2 separate regions of the Mus musculus genome follow, and region 1 is linked to region 2. The links are chromatin contacts, called in public Micro-C maps. All regions are on one chromosome and are shown on one strand. Each heading gives the region's core, a stretch centred on a gene start, on an enhancer-like site or on the middle of the called end of the contact. The rest is flanking DNA. Distances are from core to core; before and after follow the strand shown.

Region 1 (5,776 bases), core at 1,196-3,695, 340 kb before region 2:
TTGTCAACTCGTCTTTGCTATGGTCATAGCTGATGACAAAAGAAAGGCTCGCCTTTCCTCCTGCTTGCCGTGAACATTTTCCAACTACCTGTCCAAGGGCATTTAAGCGACTAGATGCTTAAGAGACCCGAGGCGGGAGCCTCTCAGTGGGAAGAGATGCTGTATGGGACTATGTAATGGGTCATCAGTGGCTAGGGGTGGAGTAGGGAGAGAAGTGGAATCACAGATCTGGAAGAGACCAGTCATCTGGTTCAGACTGCCTCCAGACAGGTCAGAAGGGGTGTTTGGGTGGGCCTTTTTGCACATCTGGGTTTAGCCTTTCTTGAACTTTTTTAGCCTTTTGCCTTTGACCAAAACTGATCTGTACTCAGCAAGGCATGTGGCGCTTCCTCGTGAAGCTCTTTGGGGAGGATTTAATTGGCTCTAAGAATGGTCCATCCCTTTTCTAGGAGGCCTGTTTCAGGTTTAGGTCATTCCATTGGCCTCACCATCCACGGAAGGGCAGGTCTCCTGGCCATATAATTCCCTGGGCGGAGAGGAAGGGATCCTAAACTATGGTCACACTCTATGTGTTTCTAACAGCCCTTGAGCTGTGAGGACAGGACGTGCTGGAACGGGTGGGACTTGTGAGCTGGAGTTTCAAAGTTTTCATTGTCCACGGTTGAAGCCTGTAACCTGTCTACCTTCCCCTAAAATCGCATCTAGTGCCTGGTTTCAGTTACTGCTAGAAGTGAAACTTCAGGACTTCAACAAACTTAGAATGGCGGCAGCGGGTGAAGATAAATTTTAGCTCTTTCCTCTGCTTCCTTCGGGAAGAAGCTGGTGACCATAAATTGAGGTGCAGGAGGTAATGCTGTTGGGAGCGATCCCGGCCCTCCCCAGTCAGCGCGCGCTCCTTCTCAGAGCCTAGCTCACCCCCTCCCTCGCCCAGCGAAGACGAAGCAGAACTTCCCCTGGGTCGCAGCCCAGTGATATGGAGCAGCTCTGGCGCGGAGCCCTGCTCTTCCCGAGTCGTGGGTGGCGCGGTGCTTGTTTCCCTCTCCTCCCTTTCCGGACCCAAAAGGGGATGTATCTGGGTCAGCCTGGGAGGGGCCGGACCTGCCATGGACAGAGAGGGGGAAGGGGGTGGCGATGACAGCATCTTTCAGGTTTTTGGCATCTGTGGGCTGTGCCTCGTCCAGCCTCTCACCGCTTGCTTGCTCGGTGCTGGGCCATAGCTGACGTTCTGGCGAATCCTGGCCCAAGAGGTGGAAGATGCGGATGGGGTGGGGAGTACCGTTATCCTTCCTATCCGCGTGCCTGCTCGATATACAATGACCATACAACCCCTTCATACTCCCCATTCCCCCGGGCACGCTCCTGGGTAGTGGTGGTGGCGGTGGGGCCCCCGCCCCAGGAAAAGAGCAATGGAACAGTTCAAGGTCGCTGTAAGTTCCTGGTCTGTCCTTTCCGGTGATAAACCACAAGGCTTCAAGCCAGTTGCTGTTCAAGATGCTCCACCCTTGGGCCCAAGCCCCATCTCTACTCTGTAGGGACCCAGGTCCGAGGTCCCGCGTCACTGTATTTTCACTGTACTTCAGCCAGACGCACAGGTTGGACACCCTGCCTGGAGAGATGCAGTCCAAGCCAGGGAGCAGATAGATACCTGGCTGCCTAGGAGCCCCTCTGTCATCTATTGCACTCCCTCAACAGCATAAGGAGGAGCTGTGTGTGCGTAAAAGCCACATCTTCCCAAGGGCGCTTAGACTGAAACTGTTGCTTGAGATCTCCTGGGTCCCAGCCCCTCTCCCCTACTCCCTTCATGTATGGCACACAGGATCGGGGCCATAGGTCTTCATTTTCGGGGCCTAGGCTTTCCTTCTCAACCTGGTCAGACACTGGGTGGTCAGACATGGCAGGTCCCAATTCCCATGAGTATCTATCTCCCAGTGCTCAAAGCAATGAGTTGGAAATCATTTTTGTTTTCTTTTATCCTATGGGCAATTATCTCCTCACCCCTCCCATCCCTTACACACGATCTTGCTCGAACCTCAGTTTAGCAGAAACTCTTAGCCTTGACAAAGTGGAGCCTAGGTTCTGGTGGTGGCCCTAACATACTGTGTATCATTGGCTAGGAACTTCCCAAAAGGTGCTTTTGCCTCTATGTTGCTCCGGGCCACTCCGAGGTTTGTTCACCTCCTCTGCCCCTCCTCACCCGGAGATAGCTCTTGCCATCGTTTCTTCCACTCCTCAATAAAACCCAGTGCCCCCTACGCCCCCGCCCGGCGTAGGCGCCCCCTTCTTTAGCTGCGCCTGGAGGGGAACGGAAAGGACAGGGTGCGCGGGAGGCAAGCAGAGCTCGGGGCTGCCTGCGCTCGCAGTGCTTGGGGAATTGGCTGTGGGCGAGGCGGCCCCGGGCTGCCCTTTATCGCTCGCTGGGCTCGTCTTTTGAAACTTTATCAGTGAGTCTCACCACTAGCCGCAGACGCGAGCGGCGGGGGGGCGGGGGCGCAGAGGCGCCGGCAGCCGTGACGAGGCGCTCCCGGAGCTGAGCGCTTCTGCTCCGGGCACGCATGGCGCCCGCACACGGAGTCTGACCTGATGTAGACGCAAGGGGGTTAATATGAACGTCCCTCTCGGTGGAATCTGGCTCTGGCTCCCTCTGCTCTTGACCTGGCTCACCCCTGAGGTCAGCTCTTCATGGTGGTAAGTCCCCGCATATGGGCGCGGTGCTGATGGATTTTTGGAGATGGGAGTGGGGACCCTACTGGTCGTAGAGACCCTCCCTGGCTGATTCCCAGTCCCGGCAGTTGTGGATTCTGAAACAACCATGTCTTAGCACAGCATCCTAAGCTGAACCCCTTTGCTTTTCTCAAAAACCCATTTTAGCTTTGACAACTCCAAAACAATTCACATGCCCCACAAATGAGGGATTTAATGTTCGCTTGTTTGGAGCCAGCTGAGTGACAGCAAAAGCAGCCAATACCTTATTCCACTGAGAAATGTGCTAGCCTGAGCTGTAACTTCTAGCAGTGTGTGTGTGTGTGTGTGTGTGTGTGTGTGTGTGTGTGTGTGTGAATTCACCTTGAAAACTACAACTGCCTCCCCCCACACCCACGACTTCAAAAACTGCCTCAAGAGAGCTCAGTCCAGGCTGTTGGAGTTGTAGAACCTTAAGCCTGTGATTTTGTATTCTTTCCTGGCCTTCCGCATTCCTCGTGCTTCACCCTAGTGAAGCAGCCTCCAGGTAGAGACTATTGCCTAGATGCAAAACTACTGGGACTGAGGTGCCCATTATGCTACCCTGCTCAAAACTGTCTCCCTAAAGTGTAACTGCTGCTGTCTCAATAGGCGGATATGTGATTTACTATGCGTACACTCTGCCAATCTAGAAATCGCCTCCATCTCTCAACTTTCTGACCTGGAAAAGAGATGGAGTTCTGAGCTCTGAAACTTTCTTGTACATAAAGTTCCAGATCAGATATTAAAGTATTCTGATAACAATTCAGAAAGATTGGCCACACACACACACACACATACACACACGCTCGCGCGCGCGTGCTTTTGTGTTTGACAACGGTAAGGATCTTAACCAAATACAGTACAGGACAAAATCAATGGACTATTTAGATTCCAGAATGCCTGAGAGGAACAGGGAAGCACTGATGGTAAGAGGGGGTGGGGGGTCAGCTCCTTTCTAAGATCTTTGAACATGAAGGCCTTTAGGCTTCACCTTGCTGACACAGGATCAAAGACTGATTTATCAGACTGATCATTTTTTTCAATAAAATGATTATTTCTGTTTCCATGTGTGTATAAACATTATTTACCGCTGGGCATTTTGTCACACTGTCTCTCAGCTGTCACTTAAATATATTTTTTTGAGTCACAGCTGCAATGATTTTATGATTATATAAAATAATGGGAATGCAAAAAAAAGATATATTCCTTATTTGGCCACTTTCAAAAGATACCTATGGCAACTTGGGTTGTATAAAAGGTGCCTTTCTAAACCTCTCACCACGAATGGAGAACATCTGCCTAGAGATGATAATGTGATTTTTTTTGTTAAAGTTTCTTTTCAAAAAATACTTTATGGAGCTATAATGCTGATTTTTTTTCAAATATTTAGTGCTGGTGATAACAATAGAAAAGATATTTTCTCCCCAAAAGTTTCTATAAATGCCAAAAAAAAAAGAGCCAGAAAAGGAAACCATTTTGAGGATTTTTTTTTTAATATGGAAAAGATATTATGTTTGTAAGAAGACTGTAGCATTAGATCCCAGCAGGTGCTAAGAGGATACATGCTGGCAGGTTTTGAAGACATTTAGGATCAACAAATGGGAGTGAGGAACTTCTAAAGATCAGCTTCCCCCAAAGCCAAAGACAGACATATGGCAACGTCTTTGAAATTCTCTCTGTGTTCTCCCTAACACAGAGAGATGTGTTGCCCCACCCCCTTCAAGCCCCCATCTTCACAATGCTACTGCCTCTGCCTCCCTGTCCAAGGCTTCATTTGGTGGCCCCAGCTCTGGGAGATAATCATCCACTGTATTGGAGGGTAGCTTTGACCCCGTCATTGGCCGTGCTCCCCTTGCCTGTTTCTTCACTGAATGACAATCAAATAACCCCTGCCTTTTAATGTTACCAGGGAATAAGCAATTCATCCTCAAATAGTGCTGCAGGGCTAGTCTCCCAGGGAGCATCACGTCTGGCCTGTCTGTTAACATCAACTTTGCCTTCCTGTTGGTCTCTTCCAGGTACATGAGAGCTACAGGTGGCTCCTCCAGGGTGATGTGTGACAATGTGCCAGGCCTGGTGAGCCGGCAGCGTCAGCTGTGCCACCGACACCCAGATGTGATGCGTGCCATTGGCCTGGGTGTGGCTGAGTGGACTGCAGAGTGCCAACACCAGTTCCGCCAGCATCGCTGGAACTGCAACACCCTGGACAGAGATCACAGCCTCTTTGGCCGGGTCCTCCTCCGAAGTGAGTCTCCTTCTCCTGGCCCTCCCTGCACCTGTACTCAAAGCCCCCCCCCCTCCCCGCTCATTCTTAATGGCACTCTGTTCAGTATTTTCCATAGAATGTAAATTCCACAAGGGCAGGGACTAGCCTGTACTATTTGCACTCTGATTGGTGCCCGTGTGTTGTAGGTCCCATTCATTTGTTACGAAGACTGACTAGGTAAACTTGTAGTGAGAACCTATTATTGTTTTTCCAGCTACATTTTAGGCAATAAAAATATTTATGAAAGAGGACTAACGATTTTAAATATGGAGATTTCTACTTCTCTTGGAGACTTAACATTTTCTTAATTAGGTAGTTAAGAGTCATTAAGTGTCTGGATATCAAAAGAAAATCAAAGCTAGTGATCTATTAGCATATAATCGAGAAATGAATTAAAATCAGTTTTTACTTGGAAGTAATACTCATCCACTAAACTGGTGAGAGAGAAGCCTTCTACAAGAAATAACTCTGCCCATTCGTTACTGCAAGATTAGACTAGAAATACAACAATTTACATGCAAAGACAGAAACAGAGAACTTTACACTTGTTTTTGCCCACCCAAATCCCTCCCATTCCCAAGAAAATCATCCAGGCTGTGCGCTTGGAAACGCTTAGCAGAGGGTGTTTCTGTCATGTCATTCACGTAGCCCTCGGGTTTTATGAGGCCAAATGCATAAATGAATGCCTCTAAAATCCCCCAAGGGCGTAGTCCTCTCACTCTTAAGAGTCTCCCTAAAGTTAATTTGTGTGATATTCTGCAATTTATTTCTCTCGTTTAAGAAATATAC
Region 2 (5,449 bases), core at 2,372-4,871:
GAGATAGGGGAAGCTCATGGAAGATGGGGCTGAAAGATTGTAGGAGTCGGAGGTGGATGGACGACACCAGGAGAACATGTCCTACTGAATCAATTAAGCAGGACACATGGGAGCTATTCATAGAGACTGAAGCAGCAAGTGTGGGGCCTGCACGTGTCTACATCAGATCCTCTGTGTATATGTTGTGTCTGTTAGCTTGGTGTTTTTGTGGGACTCCTAACTGTGGGAGTAGGTGTGTCTTTGACTCTTCTGTCTGCTCTCGGGACTCTTTTGCTTCTGTTGGGTTGCCCTGTCCAGATTTGGTATCGGGGCTTTTGCCTTGTCTCGTTGTATTTCGTCTGGTGGCTGTCTCTTGGAAACCTGTTTTTCTTCTGCTGGAAGAGAGCAGGTGAGTGGATCCAGGAGAGCATGGGTGGGGAGAAGCAGGGAGGAGTGGTGGCAGGGGGATCTGCGGTTGGGAAGTATTAGATAAGACAACCAACTACTTTTTAAAAAGTATCGAGGGGAGCACGCCACATAGCCAAAACACAGTGCACAGCATGCAAATCAGAGTCCACTCCCATAGTGCACAGCAGGGCTTGAGCTGTGGACTTCATGGCTCCTAGTTACCACATACCTCTGCCTTACTTCAGTGGCATGGAGGACTGCGACAGCCTCAGCAACTCTAAAAAGCAGCTCTCAACCCAATGGCATCTCTGCCTTATCACAGGAGGAGAGAGCACCACAGAGTTAAAGAGCAACAAAATTAGTTGAATTAGGTACAGTGGTGCACACCTTTAATCACAGCACTTGGGAGGCAGAGGCAGATAGATCTATCTCTGTAGGTTTTAGGACAGATGGCAGCAAGAAATCCAATCTCAGAAACAACGAAAAGGGAAAGAAAGGGTAGGTAAGGGAGAGGAGAGAAGAGGAGGGGAGAGGAAGGAGAGGGAGGGAGAGAGAGAGAGAGAGAGAGAGTTAGTTGGGTTGGACTGGACCCCATTTAGAGAGTTCCCTGCAAAGACTGGCTTGACCACTGGAGGGCAGTTACTTGGAGCTGTGCAAGCCAGCCAGCAAGTTCTTTCATTATAGAAAGTTGTTTCCATGGGAAAGAGAATTTGGCAAGAAAAGGAGGGAAATACGTTGACAGGAGTCTCTGGCCGTCTTCCTACAAGAACTTCTCACTTTTTTCTTAAAAGGGAAGAAAAATGCCATCCAATGTCTCACACTGCCTTTTGAAAAACCTAATCCCGGCTGCGGTGGCTCACCGCCATCCTTGGATATATCAAGAGCAGTGCTAAAGCCCTTCCTCATCTACTACATTCTCACAGAAATAGCAGAAAGATGAAAACCCTCCACGCGCTTCTCTTTTCATCCCCCTTTATGACAAGAATATGCACAAAACTCTCCAGGACAAACTGAGGCCCCGCACCACAGAGAAAAGGGCCTCTACCTGATGCCTAGGAAGGAACGAGCCACAGCCTGGCCCATCCAATGCTGAAAATCTCAATTAGAAAGGTCCCTGTGCAAACTATCTGTGAGAAATGCCAAGTCTAGTGTTGCTTGGGGCTGGGGGAGATCCCAACTCTCTTCCTAAAAAATCATCTCTCTTCTTAATCCTTCCTGTCTGTCCTGTCTAAAGTGTTAGCGTGTGGCCTCTGTGCCTTGCATATAATTCTGTTTGGATGACTATTTAACCTACTTTAAGGAAATGAGAAATAGAGACGTGTTCTGAAATAAATATAACTATATTATGCAAAATTCAAGATTTTAAAAATTCTACAACAAATTTTCTGGAAGGAAAAAAATTTGGAAGTACCTTCCTATAAATAGATAATAAAGATTCAAATTTGTTTAAAGGACGGGTCTTTGAGACTAGAATCTATTCTCTAGTCACCAAAGTCACAAGGAAAAAGCCTTACCCTAAAGCAGTTGTTCTAAACCTTCTAAATTTACGTTGAGGTGACCCACCAACCATAAAACTATTTTCTTTTTTCTCGCTACTTTGTAATTGTGATTTTGCTACTCATAATGTATATATCTGACATGCAAGGATATCTGATATGCAAGCTCCAAATGGGTCATGACCCACAGGTTGAGAATGTCTGTCCTAAGGCAAGGAACACAATATTACAATGTGACAAGCAGTCACGCTAACAGATTAAAAAAAAAAAAAAGGTGGGATCTTCGGAATAATCAGAGCCAAACAGCTTAGCATCCTCTACATTAGGATGAGCTGATTCTATGTGCAGAATTCTGTCTGCCTCCCAAAAAGACCATCCAAAGGATACTATGAAACAAACATAGTCAGCAACAGGTTCACATTAAAGGAGGTTTATAATGTTAAACAAAATGAGTACATTGTGGCAAGCATCTAAAAGGGTCCACTTCCCACTGGTCCTCCATTTCCAGTTATGGTCATGGGAAATTCATTTCCAACCTTGGTATTGTAGACAATGCAAATTAAAATAACAGAAGACAGATATATGTGAATGTGTATCTATGTCTGTAAATAAGTCAGAACTGTAAAGACTTCCCAGCGTAGTGTGCAATAAAATTTGCAGACTCAAAGGGCTGTAAGCCTTCCTTCAACGTGCATTTTGTTTCTGAATTGTCTCTGGGGTGTCCTTAGCCTAAGTTTGCCCTCCTTGGTTTTTAACATCTGGGGTGGCCTGCTGCAAGTTTATCAGGACCACAGTCACCACATACATGCACACTTGTTTAGCCCCGCGCGCTTTAGAGAGGGCTCAGCCGAGAACAGGACAACTTCAGCTGGGGACGTCAGACATTCCAGATTCCCCGCGCGCGGTCCGCGTGTCCCCTCGACATTCCGTTGGGTGACCTGACACGTCATCCACGCTCCTAGAGGGACCTACGGACATGCCCTCCCCGTCCACACCACAGCGACACCCTCCGGGACAAGGCTCTCTCTCCACTCGCGCGCGCCCTCGGCCCGAGCCATGCGTGGGCCCTGGCGGCGCAGCCGGGAGCAGGACATGCCTCCTCGGCGCGGTTCGGACGCTCGAGCGCCGGCGAGACTCGCGAGCTCCCGGGGCTCGGCGGGGACCCGCGGGGACGGAAGGGGACACTCCGCGCGCGGGGGTGGGGGTGGGACTCGCGAAGGCCGCGGGGCTGCGGCGGCCACCTGAGGCGGCGCGTCCCGGAGCGCGCGTCCCCGCCGGCCGCGACCCCGCCGCGCGACTTTGCACTAACTTTCCCGGGGCGGGGGAGGGGCGGCCGAGCGGAGCCGGGCCGGGCCGGGCCGGGCCTGACCTGTGCTCAGGTTGTCGTTGATCCTCAGGGGCACCCTCAGGATGTAGACCAGGAAGAGCACGAGGAAGAACCACACGGTCCACAGATAGGTCCACGACCACACGATGCAGGACTTGAGCTGCTCCAGGAAGCCCGCGCCCGCCTCGGCCATCTTCCGGCGCTGCTACGGGCCGCCGCGGCGCTCGCTGTCGGCCGGGATGATTCACCCGCCCGAGGCACGGCTCGAGCCGCCGCCGCCGCCAGGGCCCGGCGTCCCCGGAGCTCGCCCGGCGCCCGGATGCGGCGGGAAAGCGCGCGGCCTGCGCTCCGAGCCCCCGCCGGTGGCCTTCGTGGAGCGGTCACGTGGGCCCGGTCCCTGCACTCTCCCGGGCCATTTATACTTCTTGTACTAGTATTTTAGGAGGACAGCCCGGGCGCCGCCGAGGGACCCACTGACGTAACAGCTCGCGGGTGTAGAGCGCTTCCGAGAGCCGGGCGTGCTCCACACACTTTGTAATGTCTGGGGGGGGAGCCTGCAACAGTTGCCAGGTCCTGGGGTGATAGACGGAGGGAAACTGAGGCCCAAAGCGTTCCTAGGTCTACCTTAAAGTGGAGTCAGAATTCGGTTGCAATCAAGATTTCCAGGACGTAAACAAGGTTTCCAGGAGTCTTAAAGCTGTGTCTCCCAGGACTGGGGCTTAAAGGTATCAATGAAATCCAGACGAGCTAGAAGAGATGCACTCCTGCTCATTAGGCCTGAAGAGAAATTTTGGTTCCCTTTGTACTAGCTTCTGCTATTTGTTTTGTTTTTCCCAAACAGCACGGTGAAGGGTTTTCCAGAGAAACTGACAACATACGTATTTCTTTTTCTTCCTATTTTCCAAGTGATCGCCATTCAAACAAGTCTTTACTCGTTTTGTTTTTGTTTTTAACATATAAGCAATTCCCTAGTTTAACTTTGGCGTACTTCATCAGAACCTAATGAAAAATGAATAAAAATAAAACCACATTATGAACATTTTCCCACGGTTAAATAAAATAGTATATTTTACACAAGGCTTTAGGTGCTAGCTCCGAGTCTGTTTCTTGACTTTTAATGTATTCAATGTTAAATGAAGCAAACGCAGACTTTCCCAACTATAACCAAGACATTAAAATTCATCACTGAACAGCTTACCTTATTATAATTTTTATATTGCTCATGATTAAGCTCAGAATGCATTACCTCAAAATGGGACACCTTGTGCTGGCGTGCTGGCTGCCTTGAATGGAAGGGAATTGGAAAGGCCTCAGAAGCAAGGTGTCTCTGAGCTCCTGTCCTTTTTTCATACCTTGTGTGTCCCCCAAAGCAAAGCCAGTTCCCGGAAACCAAAATTCCCCTACTTCAAGGTGCATTGTAGAAATCAGAATGCATCTCCCTCAGACTAAACTATAAAACATGGAAAGCTCGATCTTTTCTCCCTTCCCCCTCCTCCTTTGAAGCCCCTCATTCCAGGACACTCTACCTCAAAAACCTCCAGAAGAAAGAATGTTAGGGAGAGGCCAAGAATGTGGACATGCCGGCTTTGCGAGACCTTTCCCCTCAGCCTGTCACCTTCACGTTATTACCTGAACGAAAAGAGGTTTCTCAAATTCTTTCAGGCTTCATTTATCATGCTTTTTCTTTTGCATCCTGATATATGGGAGTGTTGGCTGCGGCCCTTACAGTGGGTGTGGAGAGGTGTTACACCTTTCTGCTCCTACAAGGACTTGTAGTTTCTTCCATAGTAAAACAGGCTGAGTTAATTTGTAGATGTGGGGCCTGTTTGTGACAGTTCCAGGTGGCAAACTCAATTGCACTAAGGAGTGGTTTGGGGATTGCCTGCGAGGGTCTTTCCAGAAGAGACTGAGAAGTGAGTGTGAGCACATTTGATGGGGAATGTTCACCTTCAGTGTGTGTGAGTACCATTCAAGAACCTGGAGACCATAGAACTAGAGAGAATGTACTCTCCTTCTACCACAGAAGAGGCATTTTGACCTCTTCTTCTGTTGACATTGGCCATGAGAACTCCAGGCTTTAGACTCCAGGACTTGGACCAGTGCCACCTTCAGGCCTCCAGACTCCAACTGTAGGTTGTAATCTAAGCTCCCCTTCCCTACCATGGGTCATTCTTTGAAATTAGCCTGAGCGGCGCTACCTACTCTCTGGTTCTCCAAGACTTTCATGGAACTTCTCATA

The links. Hi-C and Micro-C count contacts between places; a contact is called where the count stands out from the background.
Region 1: a contact with region 2 is called in a Micro-C map of embryonic stem cells, with 3 times the contacts expected there. The contact joins the promoter of Wnt2 here to the promoter of St7 in region 2. A contact is called at or near these places in 5 of 39 promoter capture datasets (the 3T3-L1 cell line, cranial neural crest, hippocampal neurons and 2 more), 2 of 484 Hi-C or Micro-C datasets (embryonic stem cells and myocytes) and 1 of 115 datasets of contacts at active chromatin or transcription factors (embryonic stem cells).

What each region holds. Positions count from the first base shown.
Region 1 is chr6:18,027,114-18,032,889 of GRCm38.p6, reverse strand. Wnt2 (wingless-type MMTV integration site family, member 2) reads left to right here and starts at 2,445. Exons shown (of 5, transcript NM_023653.5): 1 at 2,445-2,685; 2 at 4,740-4,966. The coding sequence starts at 2,603.
Region 2 is chr6:17,692,166-17,697,614 of GRCm38.p6, reverse strand. St7 (suppression of tumorigenicity 7) reads right to left here and starts at 3,621. Exons shown (of 16, transcript NM_001289624.1): 1 at 3,253-3,621. The coding sequence starts at 3,403.